Regions from separate parts of the Sus scrofa genome. Here region 1 is linked to region 2. Evidence: chromatin contacts called from public Hi-C data. All regions are on one chromosome and are shown on one strand. The core of a region is the stretch at or near the end of the contact, and the rest is flanking DNA. Distances in the headings are between cores, read along the strand shown.

Evidence for each region. Hi-C and Micro-C count contacts between places; a contact is called where the count stands out from the background.
Region 1: a Hi-C map of skeletal muscle shows a contact between it and region 2, with 5 times the contacts expected there. The contact joins two enhancer-like sites. A contact is called at or near these places in 3 of 47 Hi-C or Micro-C datasets (psoas muscle and skeletal muscle) and 1 of 2 datasets of contacts at active chromatin or transcription factors (skeletal muscle).

Annotation. Positions count from the first base shown.
Region 1 is chr1:44,644,514-44,649,043 of Sscrofa11.1, forward strand. No RefSeq gene overlaps it. Among named protein-coding and RNA genes, the nearest start is that of VGLL2, 89 kb to the left of the region's middle. Within about 2 kb of position 2,023, at least 3 of the 83 cell types and tissues checked have an H3K27ac peak or open chromatin away from gene starts, as enhancers often do. A contact at or near this core is called in skeletal muscle, where this site is marked.
Region 2 is chr1:44,491,517-44,496,020 of Sscrofa11.1, forward strand. ROS1 (proto-oncogene tyrosine-protein kinase ROS) reads left to right here. Exons shown (of 44, transcript XM_021089102.1): 33 at 980-1,097; 34 at 4,273-4,463. Among named protein-coding and RNA genes, the nearest start is that of VGLL2, 64 kb to the right of the region's middle. Within about 2 kb of position 2,190, at least 2 of the 83 cell types and tissues checked have an H3K27ac peak or open chromatin away from gene starts, as enhancers often do. A contact at or near this core is called in skeletal muscle, where this site is marked.

The DNA.
Region 1 (4,530 bases), core at 773-3,272, 150 kb after region 2:
ACCACAGCTGACGGCAACGCCGGATCCTTAACCCACTGAGCAAGGCCAGGGATCGAACCTGCAACCTCGTGGTTCCCAGTTGGATTCGTTAACCATTGCACCACAATAGGAACTCCAGACAGCAGGCATTCTTTCCCCTATTTGCAGATGAGGAAAATGAGGCTCAGGGAGAATAAGTAATTTGTCCAAATTCACACAGCTGGTAAGTCGCCAAAGCTAGATTCATACACAGGTTTATAAGGCCAGAAACCTAAATGTGTTTATCTCAAACACCTTTTTTCAACAAATCAACGCATCTGAGTTGTTTCCTTATCATCTCTGTAAAAGTGAAGAAAATAACGAGCTGTAAAATGCATTTTTAAAAGTGTTCCTTTATGCTTAACCTGAAGCAGACCTTGCAGGTGGGCCCCAGAGATTTTAGGTCTCAGTCCAAGCTCACGGCTTTTCCTAGCATCTTTTTTTTTTGGACATTTTAGGGCCTCATCTACAGCATATGGAAGTTCCCAGGCTAGGGGGCGAATCGGAGCCACAACTGCTGGCCTCTGCCACAGCCACAGCAACATAGGATCTGAGCGGCATCTGCTACCTACACTGCAGCTCACAGCAACACTGGATCCTTAACCCACTGAACAAGGCCAGGAATCGAACTGGAATCTTCATGGATACTAGTCCGATTCATTTCTACTGCACCACAACAGGAACTCTCTTTCCCACCATCTTTTACTCTTTATGTTTGTGAGCTGACACTTCTTGATAATTGTTCACAAACATACATTCTGATGAAACTCAGAGCTTTCTGAAGTACTTGCTTGTCTGTGGCTTTTTAGGGGTTTTCCAATAGCTGAGTGCTCTAGACTGCCCTACCTCCCTTCACTTCCCTGTTGGCATGACTTCTTCCAGATTCAGCCCAGTCTCTGGGATGGTGTACTGGGTATGACCAGAGAGAGACAATGGGGGAACCAAATTTCAGAGGACTTTCCAACAAAAATCAAGATGGTGGGGATGGTTGCACACTGAGATTGGACCTAAAATATTTGATAATCTCCATCTATTTTAGAGACCTCTTCCTTGATCTTCTGAACCTTTGTCTTTCCAAAAGAGTATCTCCTGTGATGTAGCTGATGGGGCAAGCAGGAAATGACTAGGGCCTTGGTGATGTGAAGCCCGAAGTAATATACAGATTGATGATTGCTTAGATTCTTGAAAAAACAGCCTACAACTATCCTTTGAACTTCTACTAAGACTATTTCCCACTTGTTACAAAGAGCCAGATAAATAGGAACTAAGTTTAGTATGAAACCACCAAACAAAAATCGACAAGAAAATGCAGTGTCCATGTTTCTATACCTACATTGGAACCACCTGACAAGCCAATAATAATAATTTCCCAAAGTTGCCTTTGGCAGGTCTAGCCCTGTTGCCTTAAGCATGTTTCCCTCTTGATGTCATGCTGTCTCCTCTTTGGCATTTTACTAGATCTTGTGGGTTTCTGCCAAGGGCACCAGACAAGCTTTCTGTCAGGAGTTTTTCCAGGCTAGGAGCCAAAAAAGTGGCTTGGGGTTGTCCAGAACCTCCTTAACTGTTCTTTTCAGCCTGATCAGTTATAATAGAGGTGGGAGGGTACAGGACACAATGGCTTAAGTCATCTAGTGGTTTGCTGACTCTTTATAAATAGACAATATATAGGAATCTTTAAGAAAATGGTGGGTTTTTAATGACAGCATGCAGAGTATGACTAGGAGGAAGATTTTAAGAATTGGTAATGGGAAATACCTTCCAATCTGATCTTTCTTCACCAAAAGAAGGAAAATCTAGTTTTGCCGGTGGGAAAGCTCCAATTGCAACCAGTAATCAGCCTGATATTTGAGTCTCTATGTTCATTGTGGTTTTTGCATGGTGTGAAGTCGGCTGGGCATGCATTGTAACACAGATATCCCACCGGAGCTCTCAGACCCAAGATGGAAAGTTGAGCTGCCTATCAGTAAGCAATATTTTTAAAATCCTGGAGACTTTTCATCATGACGTCATTTGGTTTCAGAGCTCAGATTGCTTCCTAGCTGATATTCTTTCCATCCAGAGTTACAACGTGCACCTTGTGGCGCTTTGGAAATGCCTTGAGACTTTCACTCTATTTTTACTTATAAATAGACTTCACTACCATATAAATCAATTTAAGATTAAATCTCCTCGTGTTAGTATCCAAAATATTACCATAAATTGGAATGTGAAATAAGCTGGGATGAGACCAAACTCAGCTGACACAAAAAATATCAACCAGCTAACATACTGATTCAGTTTATTCAATTAATTACCCACTTGGCTGGGTCAATATTTATTTTTGCAATTCCTTTTCGTCTAACTCGTGTTAATTTGTTTAGATTTCCATTTTGTATCATTTCTTTTAGGGAGATTAGAAGATCATTATCCATTGCATCCTGGGATTATTTAATTTGAATTTTGAATTGCCTATTTATCTATAGTATACCTGAAATTAGTAGTTTCGATTGCAAAGCACAGTTGAGAAACATACAAACAGCCTCAGACTAAAACACTGCAACTATTTTTTTCATGGATTGCTTAAATCCTGTTATATTCAACTGTGTAGAGACAAACAGAGAGTGCCTTTAGCAAGATGAGCCATCGCTTTATTTTTAAAGCTCGCTTATGTCAACGCTTTCTATCCATGGCTAGGTTAGCCACCATTATTCAGGGGTGAGATCAGAGTCCTTTTCTTTCCTAGAGCTGCTTGCCATTTTCTCAACACCTGCCTTGCAAGTGACAGCTCTGTGGGTGTCCTCATAAATTACAAATCATGTGCCTTGGTCCTGATGCCTTGGGACAGGCACAAAGTTAGAAACTGTCCTGTAACTTTAGAACTGTAGCTGCAGGATGGGACAGCTGAGTAGAGAACAGAGATGCACATCAGCAGGGGTTCTGTTAAGACATTATCAGGCCCCCTGCCTGATGCTGGTGGACAATTTGTGCAATTTCTCCTGGAGACAGAGTAGAAGTTGTGAAATGGAAAGTGATAGACAGTGGGCAGAGGGAATGGAAGGATGCCTCTAAAATGGAAGGTTGTTTTCCTTTATAGGGTAGTATCAAGGACTGTGATCATGTGGTAAAAATATACTCCAATTCAGCATCCTAACTTTGTTTAAAAACTTACTGGATTTGCTAAGACTGGCAGTGACTTTCTAATATCTGAATGGAATAAGGATTTTAATTTCCTCCTCGAAACCTTTTCCTCCCATAGATTCCATAATAAAAATTTGCAGTAAACATAAGAACAGCCAAAAATGTAAGCATATATAATGAGTAACTTTCCTTTCACATAATCTATCCTAGATAAATTACATAACAGTTATGCTTATAAGAAAATGTGATGAATCAGTTAACTCTAGCTGTGTAACAAATCACCCCCAAAGCTTAGTGACTTAACACAACCACTTATTGTTTCCCATGGGTCCACAGTTCTGACGGTCAGTTAGTTCTGTTAGGTGAACTGCAATCAGCTGAACTTAATCAAGAATCTAGGCTCAGTAGCAGGTCCAATAGGCAGTGTTGTTAATCTTGGCCAAATTCTTTCATAGAGCTAGAGCTTCAGCTAGCCAGCTGGGCAGATCTGACTCTATTCCACATATTTAAAACTGCCTTGAGCATATAATCATTGTGAAATCTTAGGAATATGAAGACAATAGAAAACGTGCAAAATCGTTATAAAGTCTCTGCTTATGTCAAGTTTGCTACTGACTAATTGGCTGAAACAAATCATATGGCAAATCCCACAGCCAGTGTAGGAGGAAGCTACAGTCTGGATACAAGAAGACATACAAAATCATAGTGAGGAGTTCCTGTTGTGGCGAAGTGGAAACAAATCCCACTAGTGTTCAAGAGGATGTGGGTTTGCTCAGTCAACCCCTGGTCTTGCTCAGTGGGTTAAGGATCCGGCATTGCTGTGAGCTGTGGTGTAGGCGCAAGACGCGGCTCAGATCCCATGTTGCTGTGGCTGTGGTGTAGACCGGCAACAGCTACAGCTCTGATTCAAACCCTAGCCTGGGACCTTCCACATGCTGAGGGTGCGGCCCCAAAAAGCAAAAAAAAAAAAAAAAAAAAAAAAAAAAAATCGGAACGATACATGCCATTGGTCTTTCATGTATGGCAAGCAGCATAAATTTTCCATATGAAATGTTGATGTAATACAATGTTATGATTAGGGTTAATTTTTAAGTGTTTTATTGTAGTCTGTCTCCTTGAAAATTAGTTATCCAAAATGGTTCAAAAATTAATTTTCAAGTGAAAAGAATGCCAAAATATCCACTATAGATAAAGAGATAAAAATTCTTTCCTCTAACCCTGAGAAACCTTTAGGGGAGGTAAACTTTGGACTGATCAAGAACTATGGAGTCAGTCTGAAAGACAACCCCCCCACTGCCAACCTATCAGAGGTTATTCCTCTACCAAGAGCAAGTTTATAATATTAGGACCAAGACAAAAAGGTCATGACTTTGGAAAGTCCTTGGATGTATTACA
Region 2 (4,504 bases), core at 940-3,439:
AGGGTCAAATTGGAGCTACAGCTCCTGGATACACCACAGCCACAGCAATGCAAGATCTGAGCTGCGTCTGCGACCTACACCACAGCTCATGGCAACACCGGATCCTTAACCCACTGAGCGAGGCCAGGGATCGAATCTGTGTCCTCATGGATGCTAGTCAGATTCGTTTCTGCTGAGCCACGACGGGAACTCCCTGAAATTTTTCTTGAAAGAGTAAATTACTGTCTGTAGAGCTTGACTCAAGAAATTGAAAAGAGGCAGGAATCTTACAGGAAGTAATGAGATAATACTCATCTAATCTTGCAGGACCCGAACTGGGCAAAATTATTTTGCCTTTCAGTATTCTGATTTCCCACCTAGCTATGATATTTTGCAATAAGAACTAAATGAAAACATTGTCACTGAGTGTTCAAGTAGTTACTTACTGACTACTATAACCAGATGCTAAAAATAAAAAAAATCTAACAAGTATATTAAATTAACTAGTGTTCTAAAAGATACACAATAACCCAAAGTGGATCTCTTCAAGAATCAAGGGAGGGGGTTCCCTGGTGGTCTAGTGGTTAGGACTCAGTGCTTTCACCACTGTGGCCTGGGGTCAATCCCTGATCTAAGAACCGAGATCCCATATCCAGCTTCTGCAAGCTGAGGCCAAAACGAACAAACAAATAGGGAAAATGCTCTAAAACTTACAAAAATATTTTATTTGCATCACTTATTTCATATCAAGCTAAGATATATTGTTACTCCTATCACTAATCCATTTACTCTGTCACTAATAAAAATTTCAGATACTCATTTAAAAATATGAATTGCTTTTTAAGATGAAAAAATAAAAATATACACTCGTATAAGAATGTTTCTGAATATTTCTTTAATGTATTTGGCTTTCCTATTAGTAAATATAGCCCATAGAAGGATGTTATGCAGAATATTTTATACTTCTAACATATCAATCAGATTCTTTTTTGTTTCCAAGCTGGTGTCCCAAGTAAACCAGGCATTCCAAAATTACTTGAAGGGAGTAAAAATTCAATACAGTGGGAGAAGGCTGATGATAATGGAAGCAGACTTATGTACTATGTCCTTGATATCAGGTATGTCTGTTTGCAGAAGTGCTTTGTAAACTACAAAGACCTAAGCAATTAATTGTAAGGTATTATTAGGCCAAAATTAACAATATTTATGAACATATATTTATAAATGAACACAAAAGATCTTAGTTTAAGGACTTTGCATGCATCATTATGTCCCTTGCACAATTCCAAATAGTCAGCCTTGGCACTCCAGTTAGCAGATGAACAGTCCTCTCAGAAATCTATGACTGGTTGTTAGTGCAGACAATTCAATCTTTTGAACATGTAACTAATATTTACTTAATGTCTATTTGGTTTAAGAAGCTGAGCTGATGTTTGATGTTAGATGATGGTATGCATGTAAATTTCTGATACTAATTTGTTTGAGTCTAGTAAGAATTGACAATGAGCTATTACTTTTCAGAATATAAAATTAAGTCAAGATCTGAAATGATCTGAAGTATATAGGCAACCCAGGGTTCTCTCTCCATTGTCAAGATTACAGTTTGCATTGTGTTCCCAGGGGTTGAAAATGTGCCTTCAATGAAAACCTGATGAACATACGCAACCTCAGTTCTGGCCAGTATGGGGAGCTCTGTGAAACATCACAGGCTCAAATAAGCTGATTTCATGCCAACTTGAGGGGAGAATTCCAAATTCCACAGACACTCCCCTCACGGGACTATGAAGCCATCTTTTAAGAAGCTCCAAGGACGAAAGTCACTTCCATAATTATAGTTCTGGCAACTTGAGCTTTAGATCTATTTTTGATTCATCTTGCTCTGGCATTCCCATAACCTTAAAAAAAATTTCCTACTCAGGCTAGAGAATTACATTGGCCATGTATCCAACTTTCTTGAAATTTTTGTTACTTTTTTTTTTTTCCGTGCAGAAATACATTCTGACCTGCAGAACCCTCTTGGTGGTCTGTGACTGCAACTATATTCGTCAATCAGGCCATACCATGGGCTTGCTAGGACCCCTGTAGTATATTCTCTTCAGTAACACCTGAAGTTCATAGCTCCACAAATACTCTGCATTTCCTTGTCCTTAAGCCTCTACTCTCAGGAGAGGGACTATGAAATAGCAGCACGTATCATCTATCTCAAAGTATCTCACAGTATCTCAGGGTAAGTTCTTCAGTCAAGGCACACTGGTAGGCTTGCAGATGGTGCAAAAGTGAAGGCCCTTGGGAAATGGACAGACTGTATGAGTTTCCCAGGGCAGCTGGAACAGTGTGCCACCACCAACGGATGACTTAGAACAATAGAGCATTTATTCTCTCACAGATTTGGAGACTGGAAGTCTGAAGTCAGGGTGTGGGCAGGATTGCATTCTAGGGAAGAATCTTTCTTTGCCTTTTCTTAGCTTCTGCTGATGGCCAGCAATCCTTGGCATTCCTTGGTTTGTAGATGGATCATTCCAGTCTCTAGCTTTATCATCACATGATATTCTCCTTATGTGTCTGTGTCCAAATTTTCCTCTTCTTAAGAGGGCACTGGTCATTGGATTTAGGGCCCACCCTAATCTAGTATGACCTTGTCTGGACTTGATTACATCTGAAAAGATCCTATTTTCAAACAAGGTCACATTCACTGGGTCTGGGTAGCATGAATTTTGGGGAGACAGTATTCACTCTGTTACACAGCCTGTGTTTGTTTGTTTATTTATTTATTTATTTACTTTTATTATTATTATTTTTTTGCCATTTCTTGGGCCATTCCCATGGCACATGGAGGTTCCCAGGCTAGGGGTCAAATCAGAGCTGTAGTCACCGGCCTACACTACAGCCACAGCAAAGCCAGATCCGAGCTGTGTCTGCGATCTACACCACAGCTCACCAGATCCTTAACCCACTGAGCAAGGTCGAGGATCAAACCCGCAACCTCATGGTTCCTAGTCGGATTTGTTAACTACTGAGCCACAACGGGAACTCCCATAGTCTGTGTTTAAATCCTTGCTTGATTCCCTTTTTGAACTTAAGTTTTCTCCTCTGTAAAATGGAATGATACTATCGACCTCTTTAGGTTGTTGTGAGGATTCAATGAAGTGAAACAACATATGAAAAGTCCCAGTATGGTGTGTGATAAATAGAGGGTGCTCAACCAATATCAGAATTCTTTCTTCTCTTCTTCAATGGCCAATATCTGTGAAGAGCCACTTTATACATTTTTAAGAATCTCTTTCTTTTGGATCAGAGTGTTTTGGATTGAAAAATGAAATTGCCAAGGTCCAACCTAAGACTTCACACAATGTAAAAAAAATGCTGCTTTATGGCTTTACTTCGGATGGTTGCAGGGACACTTAGCTCCTGGTAACATTTATGATCATCCCTGCTGTCCTGGTCCCTCTGATATTCTTGCTGATTCCATGTCCCTGGGAGGCTCAGCCCTCACTGCCCTTGGTGCTCCTTCAGAACAACTACTTAGAGGAGCAGAACTGGCTTCTGTTACTTATCCTCAAGTTTACTCTCAGTTGGAACCAAGTCCTAAAACTGCTATGACCTGAAAAATTGCAGACTTGAAAAGTTTATCGTCAGAAAAGATGTAATTGGGAGGCCTTGAAATTGCCTTCAGTCGATGGTTCTGTTAAAAGTCATTTCAATCTTGTCTTTTGACCCCAGCTCTTGTTATTTTTCGTTTTATATGAAGAATAGTGAAGGTTGACTTTGAGGTAGAGTGAAGGCCAATATAAATGGAAGCAATGAACCTTGGAATCTCAGATATAATGATAACTTTGGTAACCGAACTATTATATCTTCTCTATTAGTGTTATGTTCTCTATTTTATCCAGATATGGTATCTGTTAATTACAGAGAGCATAAGAGACAGAAAATTAAGAAAAAAAATTCCCTGTTAAAAATTATGAAATAATTGTCTTATGTGTTTGGAATTCTGGAGAAAGTCTGCACACTCTAATAGTAGGGAAAGGATCTTCAGTTTTCTCTTGGCCATTGATTATGCGTAATTTTCCAGATGGGCTGAGTTGGTTGGCTCCATGCATTGCTGGGATGACTTTATAAGACTCTGCTATGTTCTGTAGCCAAACCATGTGAGAGGAATGAGATCAAGGGCAAAGTGTGCAATAGGAGACTCTCTGGAGTTCTGTCACTAAAATGATATATGAGCATCTGGAAATAACACATATATTGTCTTGAATATGTCCTATGTTTGTGATCTTGCTCTTTCTTTTGCAGAAAGGGCACTTCAAATGTCTCACAGAATCAGAATTTAATGTGGAGGATGGCATTTAATGGCTCGTGCAGTAGCCTTTGCATATGGAAGTCCAAAAACCTGAAAGGAACATTTCAATTCAGAGTAGTAGCTGTAAATAATCTGGGGTTTGGTGAATATAGTGGAATCAGTGACGATATTATATTGGTTGGAGGTATGTTACTGTGTCTGTCTACATATTAATTTATTATACAA